2 separate regions of the Bombyx mori genome follow, and region 2 is linked to region 1. A link is a contact called in public Hi-C data. All regions are on one chromosome and are shown on one strand. The core of a region is the stretch at or near the end of the contact, and the rest is flanking DNA. Distances in the headings are between cores, read along the strand shown.

Evidence for each region. A called contact is a pair of places that touch in the nucleus more often than the background predicts.
Region 2: a contact with region 1 is called in a Hi-C map of posterior silk gland, with 2.2 times the contacts expected there. The contact joins the promoter of LOC101741429 here to the enhancer-like site in region 1. A contact is called at or near these places in 5 of 7 Hi-C or Micro-C datasets (posterior silk gland, an unstated tissue and whole pupa).

The regions. Positions count from the first base shown.
Region 1 is chr14:9,136,039-9,141,377 of ASM3026992v2, forward strand. It overlaps LOC101741429, which reads right to left. Exons shown (of 10, transcript XM_038015247.2): 6 at 4,990-5,277; 7 at 3,277-3,448; 8 at 2,393-2,598; 9 at 1,323-1,510; 10 at 1-583. The coding sequence ends at 313. Among protein-coding and RNA genes, the nearest start is that of LOC101741293, 9.7 kb to the left of the region's middle. Within about 2 kb of position 3,218, at least 4 of the 8 cell types and tissues checked have open chromatin away from gene starts, as enhancers often do.
Region 2 is chr14:9,185,540-9,191,539 of ASM3026992v2, forward strand. LOC101741429 reads right to left here and starts at 2,866. Exons shown (of 10, transcript XM_038015247.2): 1 at 2,507-2,866. RpS16 (ribosomal protein S16) reads left to right here and starts at 5,734. Exons shown (of 4, transcript NM_001044043.1): 1 at 5,734-5,778. The coding sequence starts at 5,734.

The DNA.
Region 1 (5,339 bases), core at 1,968-4,467:
ATATCTTAAGGTGGGTGACGAATTTACGTTGTAGATGTCTATGGGCTTCGGTAACCACTTAACTCCAGGTGGGCTGTGAGCTCGTTTACCCATCCAAGCGATAAAACAGAAAACAAACAAAATATGGATTGGAGTGTCGAGTCGAAATTTGATATGATAACTTTTTCCTTTTTTTTTTATTACCCACTTGCTACAGTGGCGCCACCTTCTTTGGTCGCTTTTCGTTGGAAACTTATAGCACACAGAGAATGTGCTTCTTACCTCTTCCCTCCATAGTTCAGTCTCAATCAGATATATTATTAATCGAACAAGTTAAACGTAGCTTTCTTGTTTGGCCGAAAACAACATTAGGGACTCCATTAAATGAGGTCGGATCATTTCTTGTACGTCTTTTTGGTATTCTTCGAACGCTTCGGGGATGTGCTTGAAGATGTTCCTCAGAGCTTTGAGGCAGTGTATGAGAGTTTGATCGGGATTTTTCTCCGGATGGGGGCGTGTCCTCTGCGATCTAACCAAGCGGATTAGATGAGGCACCCCTTCCAGTTGGACGATTTGGTGCGCCACGTCTGGTATCACTGATAGTCTGTGGTGGGAAAATCGATCATTTAGTATTGATTATCTGTGATAGTAAAAAGTAGATATATTATGTTAAACGTTAATTGAAGACTAAAATGTTATTTTTTTAAGTAATAACGAATAATTGTTTCATGAGATCACGGACTAGATGATTTTAAGCGGTAGCCAGAATTCCACAGACTTTTAAATAGTAGATTAAAATCTCAATAATAGTTAAAATTAGAATAAAGGTTTTCTATTCATTGAATATAAATGCAATATTGCCTTGTGCGTATAAGAGTCTCAAAAAATACCAGATATACACACGTTCTATGATTGTTAGATTGATTGTTAGATGATTGTCATGTTAGATTGATTGTTAGATGATTGTTAGTAAATATTTATTTATTTATTTATTATTTATTTATTATTATAAATGTACATAAACGTAAAGTAACCTAAATAAACGTAAAGAAACGTTTCGATACTGATTGTAATAATTTTCAAACTATGCTCTAGTTGTTAATGGAAATTTAAAAAATATCGATTTCGATATCTAATAATCGATATTAGGTGACAAACGAAATAAGTGGAGGTGTGGTTGTGTGTGTGTTTTTTTTCCAACACCTATTCTAGTAACCTCGGGGGATATTCTAGATTCATCGAACTAATAGGTGAGCTCACGGGCCTCAAACTTAACGATGTTGCTAACACTGGCCCTAGCAAGAGTGCAGTGCAGTGCTTGTAAGCGGGTACGTTGTACTCACCTAGCGATGGCTTCAGTGGCGTGGCAGTGCAGGCGGGTCTGCGCCCGCAGCTCGGCGGCGCGCGCGGGCGGCGAGGGCGGCGACCTGGTGAAGCACACCAGCGCCGCGCACACCCGCCCCGCGCGGCTCAGCGCCAGCACGCAGCGCGGCACGCCCGCCAGCACCGACACCAGCGACGCGGTCTGCTCCTGGATAGGCAACGGGATAAATGTCAATGTCACATAGACGTCAATGTCATTTCATGTAGGTTGTTAAAAAAATCCCGATCCTGCGGAAAGGATGGAAAGCAGTCGACATCGCCCCAAACACGTCATTTCGGATCCTCCCGATCCACTAACGGTGCTTTTAGGGACCTCAAGCTCCGGTCATCGTTCTCGTCGAACCCGTCGCTTGCGACGAAGGACTCGACGAGTAAATTAACCCTCAGACACAGCCCACTGAGTTTCTCGCCGGATCTTCTCAGTGGGTCGCGTTTCCGATCCGGTGGTAGATTCTGCGAAGCACGGCTCTTGCTAGGGTTCGTGTTAGCAACGTCGTCAGGCTTGAGCCCCGTGAGCTCACCTAATAATTAAGGCGACGCTGATATAGCCTCTCAAGGCTATCAGCTTAGGTAGGAAAAAAAAAGTAAAAAAAAATTAGACCAACATATACATACCTAAACAAAGATTACAATTTTCCTACCGTTTCAATTTTTTTCCCCTACCTATTTTAGTGTTGCTAACACCGGCCCTAGCAAGAGCAGTGCTTCGCAGAATCTATCACCGGATCGGAAACGCGACCCACTGAGAAGATCCAGCGAGAAACTCAGTGGGCTGTGTCTATGGGTTAATTTACGCGCCAAGCTCTTCATCACACTTGCCAAAATTTAGCAAGTGTATAAAAGTAGTACTACATTTCGCGTTAGTTCCAGCAAAGCCAATAATTTGTTACTTCGTTGTACCTTTCAGAATTTATATATTCCTAAAAATAAATAAAATATGATTTATAATAAAATTTAAATAATTTCTTACATTTATAAACTAAGTAGAATTAATTGTGAATTTCTCAGAAATATAGTTAAAAATACTCACTTGCAAAAACACGGATATGTAAGGTCCCCTTCGTTTCACCGCGTCCAGAAGCCTCTCGACGGTGTGATGTTTGTCCATCACCTCCACGATGTCGGACTTGGTGCGGTCGCCGTCTCGCTTCTCCACCTCCAGCTCTCGTACCAAGTTCACGAGACAGGCCGTGCACAGCAACAGTAGCTGGCAGCAATCGGTGCGAGACAAGATACCTGAGCGAAACAAATGATTTGGTAATTTCGACTCTGTTATCTATATATTAATACGTGAAGCAAAAACTTTGTACCCCTTTTTACGTAAATTGCGCGGACGGAGGAGTATGAAATTTCCCACACTTATAGAGAATATAGAGAAGGAGTGCAGAATGTTAATATTTAAAAAAATATATGCATAAATAATACAATAATTCAACAAAAAAAACATTACACACACTACCATGTATTTGACACACATACATATATATACCCTTTATTTACAGTCAAACTTTTGTCATTGCATTAAAGTCTGGTCAAATTGAGAATAGTTTAATATAACTTATCTTTATTAGTATTTGTATATAGTGTAGTCTTGGCGAAATCTGTGATTAGGTATTATATAAGGTCTTTGACAATAGAACCATAATAAAGTTAAAAGTTATGTATAACTTCTGATTTATGTTTAAGTTAAGGTTTAAGTCTCAATTAATTATACTCGAATTTCGACTACAGAGGGACCACTAGTCTATACTAATTTATGAAGCTGAAGGGTTTGTTTGAACGCACTAATCACAGGAAGTACTGGTCCGATTTGAACTATTTTACGTAGCGACATCTATCGTCTCAAAAATACATTAATAGCTACAAATAATTTTCACCAGATGGCGTTCAACTTCAAATTAAATCTAAACTCACCAGTAATGTTTTCAACGATTTTATCCAAGAATAAATGTAATTGAGTCAAATCGTAATGTCCTCTCAGCCAGGGCGCCGTGATCTGAGTGAGCACGGTGATCGCCTCGCGCATCTGCGGCTCCGGGTTCGACCGGTCCGAGAGAATGTCTGATATTATCTCAATACCACCACCCTGCGGATAAGCGATGGGTTGATGAACGCTGCGATATAATCGTTAGGTTTGAGACCCGTGAGCTCACCTACTAGTTAAGGCGACGCTGATATAGCCTCTCAAGGCTGTCAGCTTAGGTAGGAAAAAAAAGCGATATAACAACGGATAGTTTATAGAAGTATATGTTTGTGTTAACGAATCATTTTTTTTTTCGAGTTACATAATATACAATTTCGAAGACATTTTTTTTGTTGCTTAAAATTGATTATTTAAATATATTTTTTACTTATTGCTTAGTTGGGTGGGCGAGCCCACAGCCCACCTGGTGTTAAGTGGTTACTGGAGCCCATAGACATCTACAACGTACATACGTCACCCACCTTGAGATATAAGTTGTAAGGTATCAAGTATAGTTACAACGGCTGCCCCACCCTTCAAGCCGAAACGCATTACTGCTTCACGGCAGAAATAGGCAGGGAGGTGGTACCTACATGCGGACTCACAAGCGGTCTTACCACCAGTAATGTATAAATGGAAACGAGTAATGTATAAATGGCTATTGTACCCGGAAATTTATTGCGTCTACTAAATATGAGTCATTTGAAACCGAGCTAATAATTATTGAAGCTTGTATTGATAATCGACAAGCGACCCGCTCCGGCTCCGCTCGGGTCTTTGACAAAAATTTCAACGATATTTGACGTTGTTTTATTTTTTAAAATAAAATAACACTTATTGCGGGGCAACTATAATAGTTAGACACATGCTGTCGCTATACTTTTTGTAAATAATAATGTGTTCCACAAAGTCGTAGTACATTATTTTATTCTATCATCAATAGTTTTCGCAGGGCACGCGATGTAAAGAATATTTTAGGTATTTTTTTTACACCTTGGGTTACATTATTGGAGTTTTAGTAAGGATCCTTAATTTTTTTTAAAAAAGATTATAGCATATGTCACTCGGGAATAGTGTAGCTTCAAAACAGTGAAAGAATTTTTCAAATCAGTTCAGTAGCTTCGGAGCCTATTCAATACAAACAAACAAACAAATCTTTCTTCTTTATAATATTAGTATAGATAGGCCAGAATATTGATGGCACTCTTTATAATAAAGGTATAATGATGTACACAGCCAATTTAATATATACTGATACTGTAATAATACTATAACTTAGTATGTATAATAATTTAAACATATTTATAAGCAAATAGGACGTATTGTAAGCGCATACAGGTAGATATCACCACACTGCATATTTATGCGTCACGCGTTCCGTTTTGAAGGGTTGCCATGTATATGATTTGTATATTTGAGACTTCGACCTCATGTCTCAAGTTGGGTCACGGTTTTGTTAATGCTTTAACATTATAATAGAAATAATTTGAAGTAGCTTGTCTAAAAAAATGTGTATCTGAATATCTTAGCATTAGAACCAGTTGTAATATATTTATTTGTTTGAATAGTTGCAATCGTGCCTATGCCTAAACTAAATACCTGTTGGAAAGTTTAATTTACAAAATATTATTGACTTATGAATAAATTGCGTATAAAATATGTACCTCTTCGAATTGTTTGACGGCGTCTCCTGTCACACACACGGTCGCCAAAGCTCTCAAACTCAAAGCTTTTATCGAGCTTTTATTTGTTTCAATAATCGCTGTCAATAAAGCTCTCGGTACAGCGCAGTCAACAAACGGAAGCTCTGTTATGCTCTTCATTATTTTGGAGCACTTCTCGTGAAGAGAGCTTTCGGTCGGCTCGCTTAGCATCGCCAAGTGCCCGATGGAAGTGAGCGTGCTCTTCAGGATCATGTCCGATGGAGGTTCTTCTATTATCGACACTAAAGTCTGGAAAATAAGTAGTATTTTTGAGTAAAACTCAGTTGAGTGGTTATCACAGTGGCTGGGTA
Region 2 (6,000 bases), core at 1,616-4,115, 49 kb after region 1:
AGAGCGAAGAGCACACAAGACTGGCTGGCGGCGCGTGAAATCGACTTCATCCGGCACGAAGACTGGCCCTCCTCCAGTCCAGATTTGAATCCGTTACAAGATATGGCAACACTTGGAGGAAAAGGCGTGCTCAAAGCCTCATCCCAATTTGGAGTCACTCAAGACATCCTTGATTAAGGCAGCCGCCGATATTGACATGGACCTCGTTCGTGCTGCGATAGACGACTGGCCGCGCAGATTGAAGGCCTGTATTCAAAATCGCGGAGGTCATTTTGAATAAACTTTAGTGTCATAAGAATTTATGTTTTGTTAAGTTCATTTTGGTATATGAATGGTTACATAATGAATAAACTTGTTTCAATTATTTTACATTAAACATGTGACAGAATTTATGACCTGACTAGGTACATACATATGAATTTAGTAAAAATCGGTTATTTAATATTACCAACAGACACTCCAATTTTATTTATTTGTATAGATTTGCATCAACAGTTCAATATTTTTAATTGAACTTCAATTTTCAACAAAAAACTTTTTTGGCATGATACCTATTTTTTCCAAATTTTAAACATTAAATGGCTCTTCGGTAAAATTGCAAAAATGTCGCTTAATCCAAATAGCTTTTCATCCCTCGATATTTATATTATTTTTGTATAATAATATATCGCCAAGAACATCTTAGCAAACATATCGATATTTATTTTCCTGTCTCTGAAAGCGATAATATATCGCCAAGAACATATCGATATTTATATATCGCAAATATATCGATTATTATTTTCTTATCTCTGCAAGCGAGAACAATGCGTGACTGTACGGCTTCTTTAAGACCTGGTGATTCTATTGAGGGATTGTTTAATGTAGGTCTTCTAACATGACACCTAGCATTTTCTAATCTATTTAGCTGGACAGGTGGAGTCTACTTTGTTACTCACCATTGGAATAGCACATTTGGTCAGCTGTGAATTTCCTTAACATAGATGAGGTGACAAGCTTACCGACAATTTGTAGTTGAGATTTCTAATCGGCGATTTTAATTGGATTAATTAAAGATCAATGTGTTACGCACGCTCACATCGGCCATATAACGTAAAGCATTTATTATAATATTATATTTGACGGTGCGTCTGACTTCCTATTTATTAAATTTGAGTTTTTTATTTATTAATTTAATTGTAAAACACAAACTAAAACTAATGATTTATTCTCTGTGATAATAGAAATTTAATTAGCTTTGCGGATACCACAAGCGCTTTTTTTTAAATAGTATAAAATATTATAGTACAAAATTATATTTCGATCTTAAAAATTCAATTTCTCGAATACTTCGGTTTATGATTAGATAACGCCTCTAGAGGTCACCTGAATCTAAGCCCGCACACACGGAATTTAGAAGCGCGAGTCTCACCGAAAATTTTCTTAAACGTGATTCGTAATTTAGAAACACTCAAGTCCAAAGAGTACTTACTATTAGTAAATAAGTGATACAAAATATTAGTAGGATTGAGGTGTTGGGCCTAAAAATTAACAGTAGCCTATTTAGGTACTGATTTATTCGGAAATTTAACGTTATAGTTTAATGTGGGCAAAACAGTATTCTCTTAATTAGGAGGCTTCTCTGTTAAATCGCCTGCCCGTCATAGCAAAAAAAGTACTACTTAAATGAATATATGTATATAGATGAATATTTATTAATTTAGCGCCAAAAGTATTTTCTTTTCTTCGGACTATATGTTACGGCTATTGTTTTTTTAATATTACTTGCACGGGTTAAAGAGATCACGGTCTACCTGATGTAAAGTGGTTACCAGAGCCCGTAGACATCAACGACTGCCGCGCGTTTCAAACCAGAACGTAACGCATTACTGCCGAGAAGCAGTAATATTAAGCAATGTGGAGCTCCAAAGACGTACATACCTAAACCAGTAAAACTATAATAAAAACAACCAGTTTTATTGTGAATCATAGACAAAATACTGTCTTCTTACAGATCTAATTGCTGGTTATGAATAAGACAATTAGATTTCCGAGTTTAGCCATTTGGTGCCGAAACCTTTTAAATTTAAGAAGCTTAAAAATAAAAGCAAGTAGAAAAATCCAGGAATGAAAACTTAACAGAAGTTGCTATTGTTTTAACAGTTCTAGGAATGGTAGGAAGTGAATCATTCTTTTTTTTAGGACGCACGGAGCAATTTATTTGAAAAACAACACAAAAACAAAATTATATCACTGGTTAATTTCTATAAATAAAAGTATAAATACTAATTTGCAACTTATCATAAATAATACTGTATAATAAAATAGGCCCCGTAATGAAAACCTTAGTATTTTTATAGTAAATGAAAAATACCACGAATTATTGGCTGACAAAAACAAAAAGCAAACATCATTAACTGATCATAAGTGGTTAAAATCGTTCAAGTGCAGCGGCATGTTTTCCATTACAGTATTAAATTATTAAAATTATAGCTTTAAATAAAACGCATTTTATTTCACAACTTACCCACAGAACTAAAAGAATCCAATAACACTATTATTACTGTTTTGTTATTACAAAATTCACAATTTTCTCTGGTTTCTGAACTTATTCACTTTATTTGTACAAGTTTAATACACGGCGGCAATATTTGTAACTCTTTCACGATTCATTGCGAACGATTCGTGCGCTACTGTCACACACTTCACATTCCGTACGACGATACACCGTCGAATACGTTCGTCGAATACGAAATTTCAAATTACCACGCGATCACGGGTCGTGTTGACTCGGTGCGGTGATGCGAACATGAGTATGACGTCAGTAAATTGTTATGACGATTGAGTTGCTTCGCTACTCTATAATGTACTCTCTCTCAAATAATGTGTATAATCTATGGTTAGTAGTTCAGTAGAGGCTACTGACTTTTTGGCGGGAACGCGAGGAGTGAAGTTGTGTGATTTGTTTTATTTTGTCTATTTAGTGTTTCTTCAGGTTTAAATGTGTAATAATGGTGGTTTATTAACTGTTTAATATCTGTGAAAGTGCACAAATGTGGGAAAATGAAACAAAGCTGCTGGACGTAACTTCTCGGGTTCCTCCAAAAAGTCCACTGAAAAAATCTCAGTAAATGACCACCATTTTACTGCGATTATATTTCATCCCATATCATCTCATTTCATTAAATTCGTCCCAGTTGATTAATGTTTCAAATTTATCATCTTCATTTCATTTCACTCCATATTATCATTTTTCATAAAATTAAGAATATAAAGTAAAATAAGACATGACTTAAAGGTCTTAGTTACCAGGTCATAAAATCTCTTATAAAAAGAAGAGGCTAGTAGGACTTTTTGGCGGGAACGCGAGGAGTGAAGTTGTGTGATTTGTTTTATTTTGTCTATTTAGTGTTTCTTAGGGTTTAAATAATATAATATAATTTAAATAATAAAATAATAGTGGTTTATTAACTGTTTAATATCTGTGAAAGTGCACAAATGTGGGAAAATGAAACAAAGCCGCTGGACGTAACTTCTCGAGATCCTCCAAAAAGTCCAGTGAAAAAGTCTTAGTAAATGACCACCATTTTACTGAGATTATATTTCATGCCATTTCATTTCAGATGAAATTCATCACAGTTGATTAATGTCTCAAATTAATCATCTTCATTTCATTTCACTTCATAATATCATTTTTCATAAAAATATGAATATATGTTAAAATAATACATGACTTAAAGGTCTCAGTTACTAGGTCATAAAATCCCTTAAAAAAGCGGCTAGTACTGGCTAGTAGCATAGTGGTTTAAGTGGCTAATGGCTACAAAATATTTTTGATTCATTCATGAAATTAGCCATATGCATATGAAATTATGAAATTATCTAGTGACAGCTACGAATAAATAATTATTTATTCGTAGAGTGACAGGAATTTGATAATGAATTTTATTTCAGAGCCATCTCTTGATGGTACAATTGAATTGATTCTTGTAGTTTTTATGTTTTAGTTGTAAGATCTTATTTAAATTTAATAAATATAACATCAAAACCCAAAAGCAATCTCAACTTATTTTTATTACTAACACGTAGGAAGTGTTTCTCCTTCTTGATTTAGTCCCTATGCATACTCTAATTGTTGATGGCGTTGTTTTTAAAAATCTTTCCACTTGCCACTGTAATGCCATTTTTTTTTTTTTTCCCTACCTATGCTGATAGCCTTGAGAGGCTATTTCAGCTTCGCCCTAACGTTAGTAGGTGAGCTCGCGGGGCTCAACCGGAGAGTTGCTAACACTGACCCTAGCAAGAGCAGTGCTTCGCAGAATCTACCACCGGATCGGAAACGCGACCCACTGAGAAGATCCGGCGAGAAACTCAGTGGGCTGTGTCTATGGGTTAGTTCGCTCGTCGAGCCCTTCGTCGCAAGCGACGGGTTCGACGAGGACGGTGACCGGTGCTTGTGGTGCCTAAAAGCACCGTTAATGGATCAGGAGGATCCGTAATGACGTGCTTTGGGCGACGTCGACGGTTTACCATTCGGTCTACTGGGTCGGGTATGTAATTTCCAGCGGCTACGATGAGAGGGTTCTCATGTCGTGCCGCCTTCTCAAAATGGCGCAGCGATGCCGACTGTAGATACTTACTAAGAGAGTCGAGCTCCAGGTCATCGTGGAGATCCACATTCCTAAGGAACCATGGCGCTCCGACGGCTATCCTGCAGAATCGTGATTGAATAACCTGAAGGGATTTCAAGTGGGTGCGGGCTGCGTGAGCGAACACTACGCTTGCATACGTCATAACGGGGCGTATACAAGTTTTGTAGAGAGTTACCTTATTGCGGAGGGACAGTTTGCTTCGACTACAAAGCATTGCATAGAGTCGTCCTAGAATAAACGCGGCGCGGTCGCGTACCGTTTTTATATGGGGACGGAATGTCATCCCTCTGTCGAGGGTGACGCCTAGATATTTGACCTTCGAGACCCACGGTATGGGCTGGCCAAAGAGAGTGATGGGGCTAACGGCGGAGGTGTTTGCGCGCCTACTACGGAGTGGGATGCTCGAAGTGATGTTCGGAGGGCGACCCCTTTTGAAGAGCACCGCTGCGCTTTTCGTGGGGTTGATGTCTATTGTAATGCCACCTTAATTGGCTCACTTTTAACGGACACTTTTATACTGAGATGGTACTCCTTGGTTCTATCCTCCACATTCTACCCTCTTAACCATCAAGTTTCGGTGTATTTTATATTGTTTACGGCCATTAGCAGCTGAACCGAACCGAACCTGAACCTGAACCCAACCGAACAAACTTCTTTACATAAAGCCATGCACAAGGAGAACCACATCCTCATAGTTTCTACCGTTTTTTCTAAACTTATTAATAAAAAAATACAAAAACTTAGATCTAATGAATTAAATTTTTATTTATTTATTGAAAGCATTGGCAACACGGCCATCAGATTAAATCAATTTTACAAAAAAATAAATAGTGAACTAGGACTTACAATAAATTTAATGAATTAAATATGACATTACAGATAACATCACTAAATGCTCTCCACAGCTTATACATTATAAGGTCATTCATGTGATCTGTGGTAATATAACTCATTCATTCAATCAGTCTTTCTCTGTCAAAATGGCTGCTGTGCAGGAGGTGTGTGCCGATTTTTCTATGTAAATTCATAATCTAGTGTGTAATAAATATGTTTAAGCCCATAAAAATAATTACATTTATTAAAATTACATACGTTCTTTCAGGCAAGACGTGAGCCCATCCAGGCCGTCCAAGTATTCGGACGTAAGGTTAGTGTTTGATTCATCCACGTGTTACAAGCCATTCAGAATGCTATTTTATGCTGAGGATTTTTCGTATAAACGCTCCACAATTGCTTGACAAGTATCGAAATTTCCTTTTTTTGGACAGTACAGTGTACTGCCCTCCGGAGTTATAAATTTGTAAGATTTAACTATTCAATGTTGACGCGCCCGTTAGCGCTTTTAAAATATTTGCAGCTAATCTCGTAG